Regions from separate parts of the Delphinus delphis genome. Here region 2 is linked to region 1. Evidence: chromatin contacts called from public Hi-C data. All regions are on one chromosome and are shown on one strand. Each heading gives the region's core, a stretch centred on a gene start, on an enhancer-like site or on the middle of the called end of the contact. The rest is flanking DNA. Distances are from core to core; before and after follow the strand shown.

Region 1 (2,700 bases), core at 154-2,653:
CCATGGGAATCATTAATTCCAGAGTGAGGAATAGCTGACTATAAGTGGGGGAGGCGGGCGTGGGACGTTCGGGTGGGGGAGCGGGGAGGAGGGCGGCGGACGTCAACATCCAAGCGGAAGGTAGAGGGGGGAGGGCTGCGTCATCTGTCCACTTTGTGCACCAGTTTTCGGAGTCAATGCAGGATGCGGCCCACGCCCACCCAACCTCGGAAGCCCGGTGCTTGGTTTCTGGGGGAAGAGAGTGAGAGAGATGGAGGGGGGGAGAGAGAGAGAGAGAGAGAGAGAAAGAGAGAGAGAGAGAGAGGAGAAAGGAGAGAGGGAGGGGGGAGAGAGAGAGAGAGAGAGAGATGGGTTGGCTCCCGTGTGTCCACCCGCTCCCCAGGAAGACGCAGCCCAGTCAGCTACGCCCGGCCCAGCTACAGACCAGCGAGACGTGTACACAGCCACGGCGGGAGAGGGGGAATAGGGACTTTATTTTAGGAGCCCAGCGACTCCCTTAAGGCATCTTGCTGGGTCTGGAGTAGGAGCGTGGAGAGCGCACCTTGTCGGCTTCCCAGACGGGGAGACTGTCAGTGACTCATTTAAAAGGAAACTCGTCAGGATCACTACGTACTCCTCCCCACAACACCAACACCCAGAAAAAAATTCTTCCAGGCCTGCGGATCCCAAGATCTCGAGGAAAGCTGTACGTGCAAGACAGCCCTATTCCCTTCGATAACAAAACCCTACAAGCTGGCCTCATCTGGCTGGCGGAGCGGACCGCGCTTCCCGTGTTCCCCAGGTTTCTCGCTCCCTCCTTCTCATCTGCGGATTCGGGTCTGTGCCACGCTAGGAGTCTGGGCGAGCCGGGACCTGGACTAGGAAGTTGCCGGCGAGCAGCAAGCGAGCGCACACCTGGCCTGTGCAGCGACTGGTTTTTTGGCGCCGCTGCCAGGCGCGCGCGAAGCCAGGGGTCCCCCGGAGGCCGGTACTCCGGGAGGCGCACACCCCGACTTGGACACCGTTCCAGGGAAAAGAAGCGATCTCTCCCTTCCAGGCGGGAGCTGGAGAGCCTGAGCAACACCCCCGCCCCGCCCCGCCCCGCGAGATAGCTGCGCCATCGCCCACTTTGCTGGGGCAGAGAAATCTACCTTTTAACTTGGGCGCCCTTACCGCTTTCCCTGTGCGCACTGACGGAGCGATAGACCACCTCAACTTCAGAGCAGAGTGAGGCGCCAGGGTCCCCTCGCTCCCCTCGCTCCCCTCCCCCATGCCCGAACGCTCCCTACCTGCTTGGCTCAGCCTCAGGTCCCAGCAGAGCAGGAGTGTCAGCAGTAGCGCGCCCCGCGCTCCGCTCCGGGCCCACATGCTCCCGCGGCCCGGCTCGGGCGCCTCTCCCCCAGGGCTCTCTCCCTGACCCCAGCCTCGCCGCCGCCGTCTCCGCCGCCGCCGCCTCCTCCTCGCCGTCCTCCCCGGCGCCCGGCCGCGCCAGCCCGTGCCCTCCGTGGGGGCAGAGGCAGCCACGCTTCGCAGAGGGCTGCCCGGCGCTCGGAACGCTATGGGTACCCGGCGCCCGCTCTCCGGCCAGGCTCCGGCGTGCCCCTCTCTGCGCTCCTCAGGCTCCGGGGCTCGAGCGCTCCTCAGGCTCCCGCGTCCTGGCTTCGAAGTTGCGCGACTGAGGGTGAGAGCGCTCAGCGGCGCCCGCAGCGGCCAACGCCGCGCCGTCCGAGCCCCCGTGCGCGCCTCCCTGCGCCCCGCCGCTGCCCGCGGCTCCGGCGCCCTCGCCGGCCTCCGCCGCCTGCCACAAGGCCGAGCGCTGCCGCTCGCACGCCCAAGTGAGTCCGCGAGCAGAGCAGGACAGCGCGCGGCCGGGGCGGGGCCTGGGCGGGCAAAGGCGGAGCCGGCGGAGGGCCTTTCTAGGGGGTAACGACGGCCCCTTGGGCGCGGCTTTGGCGGAGCTGGGGGCCCTTCAGGGGGGGTCCGCGCGAAACTCTGAGCCCGGAGCGTTGGAAATCCCGGCCGCTAGATCGTAGCTGGAAGCGGAGTCTGCCCAATTTTTGTTTCCAGAAACTGAAGAAATGTATCTTGGCGCTTTCCTCTGACTTGGCTGTGTCAGCTTTCTCCTCTGATTAAACTCAGGACTCTGTCGTTTTTGGCTCCCTGGTTCGTACTACGTAGAATCTACGCCTTCTACAGGGGGCGGGCGGGGGGGGTCTTTACCAAAAAAGCTCCTTCAATGAGGAAATCTCAAACACTCAAGTCCGTGTTAAGCAGGGGCTTACAGCTATGTGGACTTGGATCATCCTGTTTGGCCCTACTTGTGGGTATGACCTTGGGCAGAACTGTTTGACTAGACCCCTCCGAACCTCCTGTAGCACCCAGGGCCTAGGATGTTACTCCCCCACCCCACCCCCACCCTCCGCAAGTGACAATGGGGCATAGGGAAGCCATTTTTGGCTCGGGTGGGCGTAGATTTGGGCTCTGCTCCTTACCTGCTGTGTGACCCTGAACAAGTTACTTAACCATTCTGATGCTTCCTTCATCATCTCCAAAATGGAGAAAAATGATAATAACAATTTTATAAGGGAATGTAGAACTGATTTTTAAATATATATATAGAAACTGTAGCACAAATGTCAGTAATCTCTCTTTCCAAGATCTCCCCTCTCAGCCAATCTGATTCCTGGTGGAAAATCCTGACCACCCAAGGGTGAGCCAAAG
Region 2 (2,700 bases), core at 198-2,697, 370 kb after region 1:
TTTATCATCTCTAAACAAATAAGACAAGATATCTGCCTTCCAGGGAATCAAAACTCTAGTCTGGGAAACAAACACTTATAAACTAATATACGGCAGATCCAGACAAAATTTAATAGAAGTTTGAAAACTGTTCTGGTAGTATAAGAAAGGAGAGATTAAAATCAACTGCAAGAATTTTGAAAATGATTCTTCATATTCATTATATATATATATACACACACATACACTTAAATCAGTCACTTATCCATCTTAATCATTGAACCCAAAATAAAAGGTGGCAGAAACTCTCAGCTACCAAAAGCAAGCATCAGAGGTGAAATCTACACACTCATCCTTCGGACTAAAAATAAAACGTAAACGACAAGTGACTTACAACAAGGAGAATAGATGCAAAAAGGACTCACCAACATCAGAAGGTCCGTACTCGGCATCTTCCTCTTCCAGGCGTCCTTTCAGTGCCTCCCCTCTGCAAAAGGGAATCACATTTGTTTACTTCTAACGCTTTAAACGCTCCCGTCGGCCCGCCGAGATTCGCCAGAGCTGCAGAGAAAGGGTTCTATCCCTCCTTTAAGAGCTCAGATTTCACTCCTAGCTTTCACACTCCACCCCAGCACCCCAAACCAGCGAATCAGAATCCTGCTGGCACTCTGCTTCCCTCCCACAGCTGCCCAAACGCTTCCAGAGCCACCCTCCCACAAAGCAATCCCCCCCAGGTAGCTACCGGGGGAAACGCCCAGCCTGCAGTGGACCAGGGCCTGAAGGCCCGGAGCCCCGCCCATTCAAACTAACCCGGCCAAGGAGCGGACGCTACAGGCAGTCCAGTCCCAGGGTCCAGCCTCCGGTGGACTCCCTTTAGAAACAGGTAGGCCTCGTTCTTGACTTCATCCCTCCCTCCCCACAACCCTCTCCTCGCCTGCGAAGGACCAGCAAACCTGCCCACCCCAAGACCACTCCTACCCCGCCAGCGAGTGGAGTTTCGGACCCCGCTCCTACTCGGCCCTGGCGCCCTCCCCCACCCACTCGCGAACCCTGCACTCACTCAGACCTCAGGTGGTCGGCGCCCCTTCCCTCAGCCCGAACCCGAGCCCGCCCCAAGCTGCTAGCCCCTCGGTCCGGCCTGGCCCTTCCTCCTCTCCTCACCCCTCCGCAACAGGACCCCTCCTCAACAGGACCCCCCGCAGTCCAGACACTCCTCCCTCTCCCCGGCCAGGACCCGCCTCCCATTCAGTCCCGACTCTCCCCTATCCCAAGCCGAAGCCCTCCTCCCCAGCCCGGACCCTCCTCCTTCCTCCGGGTTCGCCGCGGCCCCGTCCACCTCCTCAGCCGGGAGCAGCTTCTGCGCTCCTTCCCTCGGACACTGTCTCGCCGGCCCTGCTCCTCTTCACTGCGAAACCGACTCGCGGGCCGCTGGGCGAAAGCTCCCCAGGCGGCGTCTACTGCTACCGCTGCTGCCGCCGCCGCCGCCGAGATTAGAGATCCGGCCGCCGGTGGCCCCGCCCCTCCCCGCCCCGTCCGGAAACGGCTCCCACGGTGCCCGCCCCCTTCCCCAGCCCTGGCGTGCGCGGCTCCGCCGCCGGTCACGCGCACGCCCCGGCCTGGGCGGCAGGCCCACTGTCCCCTCCGGGCCCCACGGCGCGTGCGCGCCGCCTGCTGGCCTGGCGGGGGCGGCGCCCGGGCCTTCCGAGAAGGTGGAACGCGCCCGCCCCAGAGGGTACCCAGCTTCTTCAGTCTCCGATTTTAAAAACCAACTTGCTGGTCACTTTTGACCACTTGGAGCCCCTGAGAGAGTCAGCCTGCAGAGCACTGTGCAAACTGATCCATAACAACGACTCAAGATGGGTCTCCGGAGAGGCCTTTGCGATTTTGAGTGACTCAGAGATTTGCTCCTTGTCTCCTTCCTGGAGACTTCCATCGAGGTCAACGATGCCTGAAGAAAAGCGACAGGAAAACGCCCTTATTGGAAATATTATCCCCATCCTCCCCTCTCCCCACAAAAATGGTAACAGTGACTATAGTTGTTGGGCAAAAATGCTACCAATACTACTTTATTTTCACGAGCAATGTTGGGAGTCATCTGATATTCAAGTGAGAGCACCCACCAGGATCACCCACTTCATTTCCAGAAGAACTAACTCTTAAGTCAGTTTCATGACTTGCCCATGTTGTGGCACTAATTCAGCAGAAGCAGAAGACAGTGTAGTTACTTGTAACTGATCGGTGATTTGCATACAGTATTTTTTTCCAACAAATTATTTAAATGACACCTACATGGCATCTTGAAATCTTAATAAAAATGACACTTATGAGTGTACCCAATTCCATCCCTTTGCAAAATGTCATGACACTAATTTGGGGTGTCATCACTACCATCGTTACCCTCATCTAGTGCTCTTAGGATGGAAGTCCTTGTTATCACATCTGCCCTTCTCTGCACAGCCCCTTTAGCACTTCCCAGTCAGAATGGTCAAGACTATGAAAGAGGCAAACAGGTTATCTCTGGGCTTCATTGCCCTCAGCCCTACCCATCAGAAGTCCCAGACATGTCTACTATCCAGAGCTCCTGAACCAGGCACTAACACCCCCATACCCTTAGTCCTCTTGCTGTTCCCCAGCAGACATGCATCCTCAGTGTTGAAGGGTCAGAAAATGTCCTGGGCTTCCTGCCAATGCCTACTCATCAAGAGTAAATTTGGGATTCCA

Evidence for each region. A called contact is a pair of places that touch in the nucleus more often than the background predicts.
Region 2: a Hi-C map of lung shows a contact between it and region 1, with 6 times the contacts expected there. The contact joins the promoter of SGPL1 here to the promoter of UNC5B in region 1. A contact is called at or near these places in 2 of 3 Hi-C or Micro-C datasets (lung and muscle).

The regions. Positions count from the first base shown.
Region 1 is chr16:61,154,367-61,157,066 of mDelDel1.2, forward strand. UNC5B (unc-5 netrin receptor B) reads right to left here and starts at 1,404. Exons shown (of 17, transcript XM_060034840.1): 1 at 1,269-1,404. The coding sequence starts at 1,347.
Region 2 is chr16:61,522,790-61,525,489 of mDelDel1.2, forward strand. SGPL1 (sphingosine-1-phosphate lyase 1) reads right to left here and starts at 1,448. Exons shown (of 15, transcript XM_060034842.2): 1 at 1,316-1,448; 2 at 405-466. The coding sequence starts at 431.